Regions from separate parts of the Mus musculus genome. Here all the other regions are linked to region 1. Evidence: chromatin contacts called from public Hi-C, HiChIP or PLAC-seq and promoter capture Hi-C data. All regions are on one chromosome and are shown on one strand. The core of a region is the stretch at or near the end of the contact, and the rest is flanking DNA. Distances in the headings are between cores, read along the strand shown.

What was found. Promoter capture Hi-C pulls out the DNA fragments that hold promoters and counts their contacts. Hi-C and Micro-C count contacts between places; a contact is called where the count stands out from the background. HiChIP or PLAC-seq counts read pairs in DNA pulled down with a chosen protein or histone mark. Capture Hi-C pulls out chosen DNA fragments and counts their contacts.
Region 2: a contact with region 1 is called in a promoter capture Hi-C map of liver, with 2.4 times the contacts expected there. The contact joins the promoter of Spaar here to the promoter of Atp8b5 in region 1. A contact is called at or near these places in 8 of 39 promoter capture datasets (the C10 cell line, the HPC-7 cell line, cranial neural crest and 4 more) and 2 of 9 other capture datasets (liver and macrophages).
Region 3: a promoter capture Hi-C map of the C10 cell line shows a contact between it and region 1. The contact joins the promoter of Npr2 here to the promoter of Atp8b5 in region 1. A contact is called at or near these places in 6 of 39 promoter capture datasets (the C10 cell line, cranial neural crest, frontonasal cranial neural crest and 3 more), 1 of 115 datasets of contacts at active chromatin or transcription factors (double positive thymocytes) and 1 of 9 other capture datasets (pancreatic islet).
Region 4: a contact with region 1 is called in an H3K4me3 HiChIP or PLAC-seq map of bone marrow-derived macrophages, with 2.5 times the contacts expected there. The contact joins the promoter of Gba2 here to the promoter of Atp8b5 in region 1. A contact is called at or near these places in 1 of 39 promoter capture datasets (frontonasal cranial neural crest), 1 of 484 Hi-C or Micro-C datasets (myeloid progenitors), 3 of 115 datasets of contacts at active chromatin or transcription factors (bone marrow-derived macrophages and embryonic forebrain) and 2 of 9 other capture datasets (liver and pancreatic islet).
Region 5: a Hi-C map of the G1E-ER4 cell line shows a contact between it and region 1, with 2.2 times the contacts expected there. The contact joins the promoter of Fancg here to the promoter of Atp8b5 in region 1. A contact is called at or near these places in 2 of 39 promoter capture datasets (cranial neural crest and neural stem cells), 2 of 484 Hi-C or Micro-C datasets (the G1E-ER4 cell line and epidermal suprabasal cells), 2 of 115 datasets of contacts at active chromatin or transcription factors (embryonic limb bud and embryonic stem cells) and 2 of 9 other capture datasets (adipose tissue and liver).

What each region holds. Positions count from the first base shown.
Region 1 is chr4:43,265,823-43,268,568 of GRCm38.p6, forward strand. It overlaps Atp8b5 (ATPase, class I, type 8B, member 5), which reads left to right and starts at 1,337. Exons shown (of 29, transcript NM_177195.3): 1 at 1,337-1,420.
Region 2 is chr4:43,728,628-43,731,373 of GRCm38.p6, forward strand. It overlaps Spaar (small regulatory polypeptide of amino acid response), which reads left to right and starts at 1,407. Exons shown (of 2, transcript NM_001348108.1): 1 at 1,407-1,537; 2 at 1,953-2,746. The coding sequence starts at 2,338. The coding sequence ends at 2,565.
Region 3 is chr4:43,630,540-43,633,285 of GRCm38.p6, forward strand. It overlaps Npr2 (natriuretic peptide receptor 2), which reads left to right and starts at 1,396. Exons shown (of 22, transcript NM_173788.4): 1 at 1,396-2,312. The coding sequence starts at 1,646.
Region 4 is chr4:43,577,487-43,580,232 of GRCm38.p6, forward strand. It overlaps Gba2 (glucosidase beta 2), which reads right to left and starts at 1,378. Exons shown (of 17, transcript NM_172692.3): 1 at 530-1,378. The coding sequence starts at 861. Rgp1 (RAB6A GEF compex partner 1) reads left to right here and starts at 1,249. Exons shown (of 9, transcript NM_172866.3): 1 at 1,249-1,517; 2 at 1,889-2,023; 3 at 2,401-2,537. The coding sequence starts at 1,908.
Region 5 is chr4:43,008,924-43,011,669 of GRCm38.p6, forward strand. It overlaps Fancg (Fanconi anemia, complementation group G), which reads right to left and starts at 1,378. Exons shown (of 14, transcript NM_053081.2): 1 at 1,079-1,378; 2 at 784-877; 3 at 225-356. The coding sequence starts at 1,174.

The DNA.
Region 1 (2,746 bases), core at 87-2,586:
AAGCTTTTTATTAAAAGTGAGAAAATATTCCCATTCAGCAGGGACACAGAGAAAGACCCTCCTGCAAAGCAGAAGTCCAGCTTCTTGATGGCTAGGAACTTGTAAAGTGTGAAGGGGCTTCCTCTCCTAATTTGGGGTTGGTTGGCCCATAACTGTTGTGTAAATATGTCCTGATCTGGCCTTGAGCTTGCTGAGGCACTCCATCAGCAGGGGCTCCACTGACAGGAGGAGGTAAAAAAAAATCCCACAAGACAATATTATTATTATTATTATTATTATTATTATTATTATTATTATTATTATTATTTATTTCCAGACCTTTGTCTCAGGTCAAGAGGGTGAAGAAGCAGCCAGGCATCTTGGAAGTTCACAGTCTTTATTACTTAGTCATGGCCCCTCTCATATATTTGCCTATCAGGAACTCTAACTCCTAGTTCCTCGTAGTATTTTTTATTTCCCCTCCTCTGCATCACTGATAAACCCCAGCCTTTGTTCCTGCTCCCTCTCTCTTTTTAAAAAGTACTTTAAAGTTTTATTTACATTTATGTGAGTGTTTTGCCTGCATGTATGCATGCACCACCTGGGTGCCTGGTACCCACAGAGGTCAAAAGAAGGCATCTGATCCTGGCACTGGAGTTGTGGATGGTTGTGAAACACCATATGGATGTTCTCTGCAAGAACAAGTGCTTTTAACCACTAAGCCATCTCTCTGGGTCCGTCCTCTTTCCTCTTCAGTTAAAAGCCACTTGGTCTTGCGAAGATTATATGCCCCAGTACAGGGGAATGCCAGGGCCAGGAAGGGGGTGTGGGTGGGTTGGGGAGCAGGGCAAGGGGGTGGGGTTGGTATTGGGGACTTAGGGGATATCATTTGAAATGTAAATGAAGAAAATCTAATTTAAAAAAAAAAAGCTACTCAGTGGTCACAGTGGCTTCTAAGCTAAAACTTAAACCCCTCCAGGAGTGCCCTCCACATACCCATCACACATACCCATACACACAATTCCGCAGCTGAATTTGCCCTCAGTGCCATTTTACATTCTTGTGTCCATTCTTGTTAATTTCCAGTCACCCCTTCCACACTACCTTTCAGTCTGTCACCTCTGGGAAGCCATCTGGACCCCACCAACTCTGGGCAGCACGCCCCTTTGTTATTCTCCCCTCATTAGCATGCAGTTAGCCCCTGGAAGGATCTGAGGATTTCATCTCAGGACTTGGCCATCTCAGGGATTTAGGACTCAACTACTTCAAAGCCAGACTTTCCAGCTTCAGTATCTGCAGAAAGGGGCGTGGCGGGAGACGAGCTCGCGGCAGCGCGTGGGCGGGCGGGTCCAGCTCTGGGCGGAAGCTGTGGTTCTGTGGCACAAGCGCAGAAAGGTGCGTTAAGATGGAGGTTGCTGGAGTAGGAGGCTGTGAGGCGACGGTAAGTAGGGGGCGCCCGAGGAGAAGTTACGGTTTTCTTTCTGACAGCATTGCTTGGAGACCTTATGTTACTTGAACTACCGAGTGGTTATTCATCCTCCTACTTCTTTGAGAATTATTGTAATACTCACCAAGAGAACTCTGTCAGTACTCCTCAGATATACAGGTTTCCCTGGCACTCCCTGAGATGTCTATCCAGACATTTCCAAAGAGTCTTTATCCTCCCCCAGGTTGCTCCCACAGGGCACACATTTGTCCATTTATTCCGTAAAGCAGGTTAACCCTAAGTCTCCCAGCTGTGTCATATCCCTGGTAGCTAAGGAAATTTGCTCATTTCCCCAAGACTCTTAATATTCCTGGGCATTTGCTATCATTCTTTTCCTTTTAATGCCTACTTGGCAGGAAAAATTAAACTCTCTACCACGAACTTTCTAATGTGAATAAGTAGGTGTCTATCTATCTGAGGAACTGCCAAGGTAGACATTCTTTCTTTGCTTCGAAACAGGGTCTTGATGGATAGCCCTAACTGGCTTAAAACTCACTGCATAGACCAGACTGCCCTAGAACTTGTACTGATCCTCCTGCCTCTGCCTCCCTGCTGCTACGATCACAAGTATAAATTGTACTTGGTGTCCTTGAAGGCCATCAGATCCCTTGGGACCGTAGTTAGAGACAGATAGGAGCTGCCATGTGGATGCTGGGACCCCAATGCCACTGAGAGAGCAGTCTCTCTCCAGCCAGCCCCTTGATACAGTTTTAAACAAAAGAAAAGTAGGAAAATTTTCAGGTTAGAAGGTCTGAACTAGTGGATTTTTAAAGGATAGAATTACTCCCTTTAGCATGTTTTGACTGACCCCTGCATGGTCTTTCCAGACCCAAGAGCAAAAAGACAAAGCTGAAAAAGCAACATAAAATGGCAAAGATGTATTGAAGCTGGAATCAGAAGATATAAATGTGGGTCTCAGCTCTGATACATGCTGTTCACGAGTCTGGTCTTTAGTGTAACAGTTTGCTGGATTGTTATTTGGAGTGGTAATTCCTTCCATATCTAACTCAGACGGGTGAAGTGGACTCATATACATAAAAGAACTTTGAAAATATACATTTTCTCTATGTGAATAAAGAAGTATTATGCAGGAGCCTCTATGTTCTGAAAAAGTAACTTTTTTTTGTTTTTTGGTTTTTAGACAGGGTTTCTCTGTATAGCCAACTCAGAAATCTGCCTGCCTCTGCCTCCCTAGTGCTGGGACTAAAGGGGTGTGCCACCACGCCTGGCCTGAAAAAGTAACTTTTAAGGAATTTGTTTTGCTTAGTCCCAAGTTCAAGG
Region 2 (2,746 bases), core at 157-2,656, 460 kb after region 1:
AAAAGGTTGGGTCCATGAAGGGGAAGGAAATATCGTCCCAGCCTGAGCCTGAGAACAGGGAGAAGCAGGGCAGAGAGCAGCAGAGGGAAACGCCAGAAAGTCAGTGACTCACTGGAATAGAATGTCCTCTTTCCTTCTGTTTCCCAGGGGACTGTGCGAGGACTAGGCGAGGGGTGACCAGTGAGGAAGGGAAGAGGCAAATTCACACTGACAGCTGCACTGGGTTTCTGCACTGGGAAAGTGGACCAAAGGTCTGATGGACAGATCTCTCTCTCTCTCTGGAGTCCTTCACACCCATCCCTCTTTCCTCACTGCCGGGCTTAGCCCAGTCCAGCCCTCCACCCTTGTCCCTCTCTAGCTACAGCCACCTGCATTGCTGCAGACCTGCCCACTGCAGCTTCACGGGAATTTTACAGATACACCAAAGATGGGAAAGAGGGAAGAGGTTAGGCAGAAAAGGAAACGGGGCCGGACAAGCTTCCTGCATTCCTGTTGAAAATGCTGGCCTGTTCTCCCCAGCACGCTAGAAGAACAGGCAAAGGAGAAGCAAGATAAAAGGTTGCAACAGTCTCTAGGGCCCAGCTCCCAACCCCACCAGGCGATGTTGGGGATTCAACGAGCTACCCTACAGTACCCTTGTGGAGGATGAGCCCTGATTGTCAGAGCATCTTAGAAGAGGGGCTGTGGTAGAACAGGGCAGTATATTGTTTACTCTCCTGTCCTGTGAGTGGGCTGTTTGCCCATACTGCTACTGAAGTTCTCTTGGACCTTGGAGAAACTGGGAAAGTTTCTGGCTGCATGACCTTGGGCACAGCTCTCTCTCTCATTCTCTCTCTCTCATTCTCTCTCTCTCTCTCTCTCTCTCTCTCTCTCTCTCTTCTGGGGGCCAGGGGGTCCTGGTCAGACAAACGGCAGAATCAGGGAAATCACTCGATTGTATGGTCCCAGGAAGAGCGAGTTGGGGTGGAGACAGGGAACGGCTGTTTTGCCATTGGGTGCCATCCCTGTGACTCACTAGAAGCAGATCTGGTCAGGCATATCTGCTCTGAGACCATCATGTATGTCCCTGTAAAATTGAGGACCTATTACTGCACAGGGCTGTGGGACCAATGTTTATGAGAGAGACAGTGCCTGGCTATGTTCAGTACCCAGAAGTACTATTTCTTCAGGCTGATAATACACTCCTCGCTCAATGTGGGATAGTCTCAAGAGGAACTGGGTGTGAGTGGGCTCGGGCCGGGCTCCCTTCCCTGATACTCTCAAGGGTCAGTTAATGAGTCCGCAAGTGTGTGGGGCGGGTTAAGTGCTGTAGCCGGGAAGGTGGTGGCTGTGGGTCATAGGCCCCCAATCACAATTGGAGGAAGAGATTCAGGAAGTACTCACAGCTGCTCTAGCATCCCCGAGCCAAATTCCAGGCAGCACCAACAAAAACACTGCAGGCTTGGGAGGGAGAAGCATGGCCACCTGGGGTGGTCACCAGACAGGGGGTCACCAGCTCCAGATACAGTCAGGATACATGGCACTATTGGAGTCCAAGGTAAGCCTTCACAGCACCCCATGTGAGTAGTGGGCCCCGGTCGGCAGCAAATGGGGGTGGGGCATATGATGCAAAAGAACCCTGTGATGCAATGAAGGGGTTGGAGGAGGTCCTTCCGAATATACACCACACTTCCCAACCCTGCACAGAAAATGAGGTCAAGTACAGCCGACTCTTACTCTCCTATCTCCCTTCCTGCAAGCCCCTGTGTGCGCTGCCCCGCCCCCCACTCCACCTCCACTTGCTGGTATCTTTCTCCACCCCTGCCTCCCAGCCTAGGTGCACAGCCTGGGAAGGCAGCAGAGAGGCCAATTGCTGACCCTGGGTCCTTCCCAGGGAGGATTCAGACTCTTCCTGGGTCCTGCTAGGCGAGAGGAATTTTGTATAGTCACTAGATTTTTTTTTTTTTAATCAGTAACTCTTGAAGTCCTGAGGCGTTGCTCGTGGGCCTGGCTTCCGTCTTAGCAACATCTCTGCTCCTCCTTCCCTTGCCCCTTCCATGTCGAGGGACTCATTTGCTTACAGCTTTCCTGATAGTGCTTCTTAGCAGCTGCCAGTAGAGCCGACCACAGCTCTTGGAGGTCTGACCTGAGGTTAAAACTAGACCGAAGATCATCTGACTCCAGCAGAAGGATTTGGTGGCCTACGGTGGCACAGTTCAAGGCCTCAGAGCCGAGTCTTAGAAGGAGGCATAGGAGAAGCCGCTTGCTTGTCCTGGCCAACAGCCCCAGCTTCTGTTGGGACACTAAGACTCAGAGACCACCCACCGTGTTCGGTGTGACAAGTGCCACTCAGAAATCATGGAGACCGCGGTGATTGGGATGGTGGCAGTGCTTTTTGTCATCACCATGGCCATTACCTGCATCCTCTGCTACTTCAGCTATGACTCACACACCCAAGACCCAGAGCGCAGCTCCAGACGTAGCTTCACCGTGGCCACGTTTCACCAGGAGGCGTCGCTCTTCACGGGGCCGGCTCTCCAATCCCGGCCACTGCCGCGGCCCCAGAACTTCTGGACTGTTGTGTGAGGTTGGCAATTCCCTCGACATTTATTCTGCTAGTGGGTCAGACCCATCTGCCCCTTCAATAAGCAGTGTCTGGTGTCTCACTCCTCCCAGCTCTCCATCCGTATCCTTCTACGTTTCACAAACTTCTTGCCTCCCTCCATTCTGGCTCGCTCTTCCCTCTCTCCCTGGGGAGCTGAGGTGT
Region 3 (2,746 bases), core at 146-2,645, 360 kb after region 1:
AGGTGCCATAGCTGTTCCCTTTGCAATGATGTCATCTCTCACAAGCTGTTCTTCCAGATGGGGTCAGCACTCCAGATAAGGGGTACCTGGATGAACTTTCTAGCCTGGAATTTTAGGAGTGAGGTGGATCCCTAGGTGGGGGTACAATGAACTTTAATTGCTGAGGCCTGTTAGGCTTAGTCAGTCCATAAGCTCCCACCAAGTGTGGCTCAGGAAGACAAAAGGACAAGGCCCTGGGAACAGATGGCTGATGGATCCAATAGGCATAAGAGCAGAACGACCGTGGAGACAGAAACAGAGTGGAGAGTTGAGTCCCCAGGAAGAGGAGGACTCGTGGACTCCATAAAGATCCGAGAAGAATGGAGTCCTTTGGTGCCATGAGGGTCTGACTTCCTCCTGCCTGAGGAAAAGCACTCTGGCGTTGAGGAGATGGGTAGAGTTTTCCCTACCCAGGAATAAATGGATACCCAGTGATTGGGGATTTCTGACAGTTTCCTGGAGACTGGAGCATCTGCGGAAATCTGATTGAGTGAATGGACTCTAAGAAAAGTGGGGTGTCAAGGGAAGAAGGCAGGCATGAGTGAGATGGGAGCAGTCCTGTGCACAAGGGGCTTGGGGGAAGCAGAGGAAGGCCCTTACAGTATGGGGACGCCCATGAACCTCGCTGGCCTAGAGGCCCGGGGTGCTGAGCCCCTGGGGCGCTCACCGGGTGGTTTGGGGACTGGGAGGTCCCTGGGCGCCAGGCAGGGGTGGGGGTGGCAGCAGCAGCCGGAGGGTGGGGCCGGGCGGGGAGGGGAGGGGGAGGGGCGGGGTCGGGCGGCCTGCCGGGGAAGTCACACTCGGCCGCCGCCGCGGGCGCAGCGAGCGGAGACGCGCCGGGCCGAGGCGACCTGACCTGGACGAGCGAGCGGCGCGCGCGGGGGCCCAGGCGGGGGGCGGGAGGCAGCGGCGGGCAGCGCAGGCCGCCGGGCCCGGGAGAAGCGGAGCGGAGAGGAGCGGGGGACACGGGCGGGGCCGCCGCAGCTCCGGATGGGACCAGCGCCCGGGCCCGTTAGTCCAGGCAGGAGCTTCGGGAGAAGCCGTCACTGGGAGAGTCACCCCTGCCTTTCCCTCCCCTCTGGCCCAGGCCTCGCTTCGCTCCCTGCCTGCCCATGTCCCAGTCCTTCCGCGGCGGGCGCCCTCCCACCTCAGCCCGGGGCTCTGGCTTCTCGCAGCTCTTTGCTCTCCCGGCCCGATCAGCTGTGAGGTGTCCCCGGGCCGTTTCTTTGTGCCAGCCTCCCCCAAGTCCCTACCCCATCCCAGGCTCAGATTCCTCCCTTCTCGGCTTGGAATTGTCAGGCTACTTCACCTCTCACTGTCCTCATCCCGGTCGCAGGCCCCCTTGGTCTCTTCTTCCTTCTGCCACCCTATCCTTAGTCCCTGGACCTGGCTGTGGGCTGGTAGCCCACTCCTTCCCGACCCAGGTTTCCCCCCATCCTCTTCTTGCGTGGTCCCCAGCACTTTCTGTATCCGGGCCGACTAAGCTTGCCCCCACTTCTCTTCCTGGCCCTCTTCCCCAGGCTCCAGGCTGGGTGGCGCTTGTGCCTGCCCAGTAGGCCAGAGCGGCCCCTGGTTCGGGGGACCGTGGGTCAGCTGCTCTATCCCCATGGCACTGCCATCCCTGCTGCTGGTGGTGGCAGCCCTGGCAGGTGGGGTGCGTCCTCCGGGGGCACGGAACCTGACGCTGGCGGTGGTGCTGCCAGAACACAACCTGAGCTATGCCTGGGCCTGGCCACGGGTGGGTCCTGCTGTGGCACTGGCTGTGGAGGCACTGGGCCGGGCACTGCCCGTGGACCTGCGGTTTGTCAGCTCCGAACTAGACGGCGCCTGCTCTGAGTACCTGGCACCACTGCGCGCTGTGGACCTCAAGCTGTACCATGACCCCGACCTTCTGTTGGGCCCCGGTTGTGTGTACCCCGCTGCCTCTGTGGCTCGCTTTGCCTCACACTGGCGCCTTCCCCTCCTGACTGCGGGGGCAGTGGCCTCTGGCTTTGCAGCTAAGAATGAGCATTATCGTACCCTGGTTCGCACTGGCCCCTCTGCGCCCAAGCTGGGTGAGTTTGTAGTGACATTGCACGGGCACTTCAATTGGACAGCTCGGGCTGCTTTGCTGTATCTGGATGCTCGCACAGATGACCGGCCCCACTACTTCACCATCGAGGGCGTCTTTGAGGCCCTGCAGGGCAGCAACCTCAGTGTGCAGCACCAGGTGTATGCCCGAGAGCCAGGTGGCCCTGAGCAAGCCACCCACTTCATCAGAGCCAACGGGCGCAGTAAGTGTGGCCCGGGCTGTTTTAGAAACAGGGGAGGTGGGCCGCTATGTCCCTGGAGCAGTGCAACACAGAGAAATAGGCAGAGATAGGAAGGGGAGAGTTCTATGTGATGGTTGGGATGGAGGAACTTTTGAGGACAGAGCTCCTGAGAGAACCTGGCATCAGTCAGAGGTCAGCAAGGCTGAGCCTGGGGCTGGGGTTTGAGTAGTGGATGTGGGTGATGTCTGATCTGAAATGTGCACCTGTCTGTGAGCAGAGACCCCTTAGATTGGAACACAAAGCCTCTTGGTAGCATAGAGATGACTCTATGGGTTCAGGTTTGATTGGGAAAGCAGGTAAGGCTCACACAAAAATTGTGAGCACAAGTGCTTGTGAGCCTAGGGAGAGGTAGGCAGGAGGGGACGTGGGGGCTGTGAAGTCTAGCAAACACAGCT
Region 4 (2,746 bases), core at 128-2,627, 310 kb after region 1:
AGATCAACTATTCCAGGAATCAGAGCTTGAGGATAGAGACATAAGAATTCTGGGACTGAAGAAGCATGCGCTTAAATAAGGTACACAGAAGGTGTCAGCTGCCAGGGTAATGCAGCCTAAAGAACCTCCTCTTCCAAAAAATAAAACACTGTATCAAGCACAGCAGAGACTGGCGTTCTCCTACCGTGTTACAAATTATAGCTAATCTCAAAGGGACGCCTGGGAAAGAGGAAGTGCATGGTGGGGGTGGGGGTGGGGGGAAGGGGGACCAGCAGTTAAATAGGAAAGACTGACTTCAGGACTAAATGCTCCGAGAAGACAAGATGCTAGGAAAAGAGGGATGAAGGAAAAACAAAATGTTCTTCAGTTCCACCCTCAAAAACTGCAGGGCTAAAGAATGCAGGGGATATGGTATACCTGGCTGGAATAGAACTAGGAGCCCAGCAGCTTGCCCACCTTTCCAACCTAGGCAGGGAGCCTGAATGGGATCATAGGAACCACGGCGTTCTAGGCAACGGAATCCACTCACCTCAAGCCCATACCGAGGTGCTTTACCAAATTACTGAGAGAGATGTTGTTAGCTTGAAAAGGTCTCCTCTTCTCTGCAAACTCGTGAGCCAAGCAGATCCGCCAGCCAAAAGGAGGCACCTGGTAGCCCCTAGCTTTACCCTCGTAGGAGGCCATCAGCTGCCCAGAGTCCTCTGAATTGCAGTAGCTTGGTTCATCCTGGGGTCCACTATCCTCGGGGCTCCCGCAGTCTGTAACCCGCACAGCCTCAGTGCCGCCAGTATCTTCACAATAAACTTGGGAATCTCTTTCGGCACAGCCGACCTGCTCTGAGGCCGGGACGCAGGTTACCATGTTCACTGGATCCTGGGTCCTCACGACCCCGGTGGCCTCGGTTCCCTCTGACAGGTTTCTGACGTTTCAAAACGCTGATGCCAGTTGCAGTTAGGTGCAGTCCGGGAGGGCCCGATGCTGGGGAAAGCCGTGGGACGTTGGTATCTGGGTAAAGTCAGAGAGCTCCTGCTGCTGCAGCAGCGGCTACAGCAACAAAGTCGCCACGGCCTCTCCCTGGGTCGCGTCTCTAGATCCTAGGCGGGAAGGGTTGGGCCTTGTTGTCATTGGGCCGCGGTGATTAGCACGCCCGGCCGAGGGCCGACCAGCTCCACGGACGGGGGCGGTGCCGCGGTACCTGCCCGCAAAGCACCGCCTCTGGGACCCGCCCAGGAGCTCCCGGCGACCTTCGGCCCCGCCCCGGGCTGCGGCTCCAGCGGCTCCAGGGCTGGGTACCGGGTCCCTGCAGCCAGGATCCCCCGCGCCCACGCTCAGGTGCCACCGCTGGGAAGGTGACCCGCAGACCCGGGACCACCGGATCCCTTTCCGGCCGGAAGCACCCCGCAAGTCGGACCGGAAGGGGCGCCTCAACCCTGAAATGTGACAAAGGAAGTCCCGCCTCTGCCGCGCGACAGACTCCGCGGATGCCACCGAGCTCCGAGCCGGTCTCGCAGGGGCGGGTAGGTGAGGACCTCCATGCGTAAGAATCTGAGTTTGGAGACGCGCGGCGATGTCCTGGGCTAGGACGTGGAGCCTCGAGGGAAGCGGGGACAGAGGCAGGCCTGGGAGGCGGCGCAAGGGGCCTAACCCTGGGCGCAAGGAGGTCTGGAGCTAAAGCGACGCCCTCCCGCAGGCAGTTCGGAGTCAGTTTCCGCCACCCCACCAGCTCCTTAAACCCCAGTGCTTCCCACCCTCACTGAAACTTGAAAAAAAAAAAAAAAACAACCCACTTCTTGCCCCCCTCGGACTCAGGTCTAGACTTAAGCCTAGGTCTTAAACACTCCTTCCTTCATTTCCCCGTACTGACTTCTGGCACTCTGTTTCCTTCTAGATTTGGTTCCGGAGCTGCCATGATCGAAGTGGTAGCTGAGCTGAGCAGAGGTCCTGTGTTTCTGGCGGGGGAGGCTCTGGAATGTGTGGTGACTGTCACTAATCCCCTTCCCCCGACCGCCACTTCTGCATCCAGGTGGGGATGCTGGTATTGGAGGTGGTGGCCCTTCCGGGAGGAAGCCTGGTATCGCTCGTTCTAATTAGAGCTTTGGTTGTTCAGTAACTACACTAGCATCAATCACCACCTTCTTGCTCATTGTAATGAAGGGCTTTTAAACAAATATGTGGATGGCAGGACCCCTTACTCTCCTTTGCTCCTCCTCCCGGTATCACTCCTTTTTGAGTTCAATGTACTTGATGTTGTTGTGTAATGGTTTTATTTCAGGGGTTCTGGATTCCCTGGTCACTAAGATAGTCATCTAACCTTGGTGATCTTGGTCAGACAGTTTTCTAGAGAAAGTATTGGTGAAGTCAAGAACTAGGTTCCCATACCTTCGTTTCCCTTTTCCACAGTGAGGCTCTGGCCTGGGCCAGTGCCCAGATCCACTGCCAGTTCCATGCCAGCGAGAGTCGAGTAGCACTGCCACCCCCTGACTCTAGTCAGCCGGACGTCCAGCCTGACAGCCAGACTGTCTTTCTGCCACACCGAGGTTAGAGAGAGAGAGAGAGAGAGAGAGAGAGAGTGTGTGTTTGTCATGGAGGGAGGGGAAGTTATTGTCACCCCAGGGTAAAGTTAAGTTGTTCTTGTATGACATGGTCACCAACACATCAGTGGTGGAAGGGAAGGTAGCTTGATTTGGGACTATAAGACTTACCTTATTACAACAGAAAGAATTGGCGGCTTCCCCTGCCTCCACTT
Region 5 (2,746 bases), core at 128-2,627, 260 kb before region 1:
CAAACACACACACATACACACACACACCCATCTCTCATCTCCCTATACTCTCTGGGTTTTCCTTTCTGAAAGAGCCCAAAGACTACAATAATACACCTGCCTAGTCTGAGGAACATACAGAGGATTAGAAAAGAACATCTGTCTCCGTGGACAGATGTTCCTCTCACCCCCCAGCCTCATCCCTAAATCCAAACTGAAACTACCAGGAGCAGAGGAGACCTTACCTCTTTCGAGGCCCCTTTGAAGATCCTGGGTAAGATCTTCAGTGAAAGCCTGGACTAGGCTAGCCCTCAGGATTATACAATTACAGAGGACAGTCAGCTCCAAGGGGAGAGCGGGGACAGCAGCAGGGAGTCCTGGAGCGACAGGATGCTGGTCTCACAGGCTGTCCCATGAAACACAGCCCAAATGGTTTCCAACCCAGAGACCAACCCCACTCCAACCAAGGCTTCAAGAAGGAATTCAGTTTTTGCTCAGACAACTTTGGAAAGAGCAGGAAGTTCTCTAAATCTCCTGAAAATCACCTCTTCAAATGTTCCTGTGTGTGTGTGTGTGTGTGTGTGTGTGTGTGTGTGTGTGTGTGTGTGTGTGTGAAAAGAAGAAGGAATTAAGCTACTGAAAGACAATCCCACCCAGTCTCTTCTGGGCTTTACGCAGGACTCCATAAGCCCTAGGAAAATCACCTCAATCCTAGAACCTCGTAAAAGAAGCTCATCTTTGAATGCTGGTGATTTGCGGGGTGGTCTGAGGGGGGAACTGAACCTTCTGGAAGGTCGTTCTTACCTTGTAGAGTGAGGAGGAGTTCCCTAAGCCCTTCCAGTGTGTCTTGGGCCGATTGCTGTCGCCTCAGAGAGGGACGAGAATCCCTGGTGAGTTGCTGAAATTATGTAGGGAGGCATTAAGGATCAGTCTTTCTCCCTTGTAACAGAGACAGGGAGGGACACATATTCCTGTCACTTCTGTTTCTAAGGACGGAGGTCAAGCTCTGTTCCTTCCCCCTAGACTAGGGTGAGATCATTACAAAGCCGCTTTCTGACATCTTGAGGGTACAAGGTGAGAGTCCCAGCAACCACATTACCTTAGCCTGTCTAACAAGCTGGTCGTTCTTTTCCCTCCACAGGTCCAGGCTACTGGAAAATGTTTTGGGGAGGGCTGGAATGACCTGGCTGGACATTGTCGCCGAGGTAGATCACTGTTACCCGAAGGGGTCTTTTCATGGGTGGAGGCTGGTCCCACCGGTGTCTTCACCCTAACCGCAAGAAGCCACTTCTGCACCCCACCGGACTCCCCCCGGGTCGCAGCCGGGCTTGCTCTCCCTGACCAGAAACCCACCTCTCAGTCCCCGCCACCACCCACCGCGCCTGTGGTTGGCCAAGCTGCAACACTCTCGGCCGCGGTTGGTTGTCTTCAAGAGACGGTTCCGCGGGAAACTGAAAAGAAACCCGGAACAAGGAGGCGGGGAGACAGGAGGCCAGCCACATGCCAAGGACGAACTGCTGGGTCTGCAGGGCCTCCGCGGGGGTCAGAGTGTTGAGGCTAGTTTAGGAGGAGTGGGTCTTGGCACCAGTCTCTGGCGGCGCTCTGCCTTAGAACCAACGGCAGTCCAGGTTTCCCCGCTCCGTGGCTGGAAGACGGACCGCGCGGTGTTTGCTGGGAGTTGTAGTACTGTGGAGAACGCCCAAGAAAAGATTCCTCATCACCCATCCCTACCCCCACCCAACCCCCCAACCCCGGAAGAAAATGTCTCCCGAAAACTAAGGACAGGAGACTGAAGCCCTTGGTAATCTCATCCTTTCTCTTTGAGAAAAACAAAAAAACAAAAAACGCGGAGAATCGGACATTCCTACGCAGAAAGGAAGGAGAAAAAAAGTACTTGACACTATGTATATGGTAGCAGCAACTCAAAACACTTCACAAAAGACATACAAGAGCCCCAAATAAAGCTGGGCGTGGTGGCACACGCCTTTAATCCCAGCACTGGGGAGACAAAGGCAGGCAGATTTCTGAGCCTGGTCTACAAAGTGAGTTCTTGGACAGTCAGGGCTATACAGAGAAACCCTGTCTAGAAAAAGAAAAAAAAAAGAGCCCCAAATAAAAAGCTTAGAAAACAAGAAATCACTTTCACAGGTTTAACAAGATTTGCTTTTGCCTTGTTGTTATCATTTTTGAAGGCTTGTTTTTATTTTGTGTTTTTTAAAATTACGTTTATGCGTCTGTTTATGGGTAGGTACATGTGAGTGCATGCAGGACTGATGGGCAGAGATGCCCAATGCCCTGGATTTGAATTTTAGTCCTTAGCCACCTGACATGGGCACTGGGAACCAACCTTGAACACAGGCCTGAGGGCCTGCACGAGCACTAAGTACTCTTAAGACGAGCCGTCTGTACAGCCCGATGATATTTTTGAGAGTTTCACTGTGTAATCCTGGCTGGCCTGGTACTGGCTTTGCAACCTCCACCTGATGGTGATCCTCCTGCCTGAGCCTCTCAAGTGCTAGAATTACAGGTGTGCACCATCTTATCCAGCAGGCAATGAGAGTTTTGTTGTTGTTGTTGTTGTTGTTGTTGTTTCTTTTTTGGGTGGAGGTGCGGGGGGGGGGGGGTGCAGTGGTGGTGGTTGTTGTGTTCTTTTTCTTTTCCAGAGAGGCTTTCTCTGTGTAGCCCTGATGCCCTGGAACACCCTCTGTACACCAGGCTGGCCTCAAACTCACAGAGATTAGCCTGTCTCTGCCTCTCAAGTGCTGGA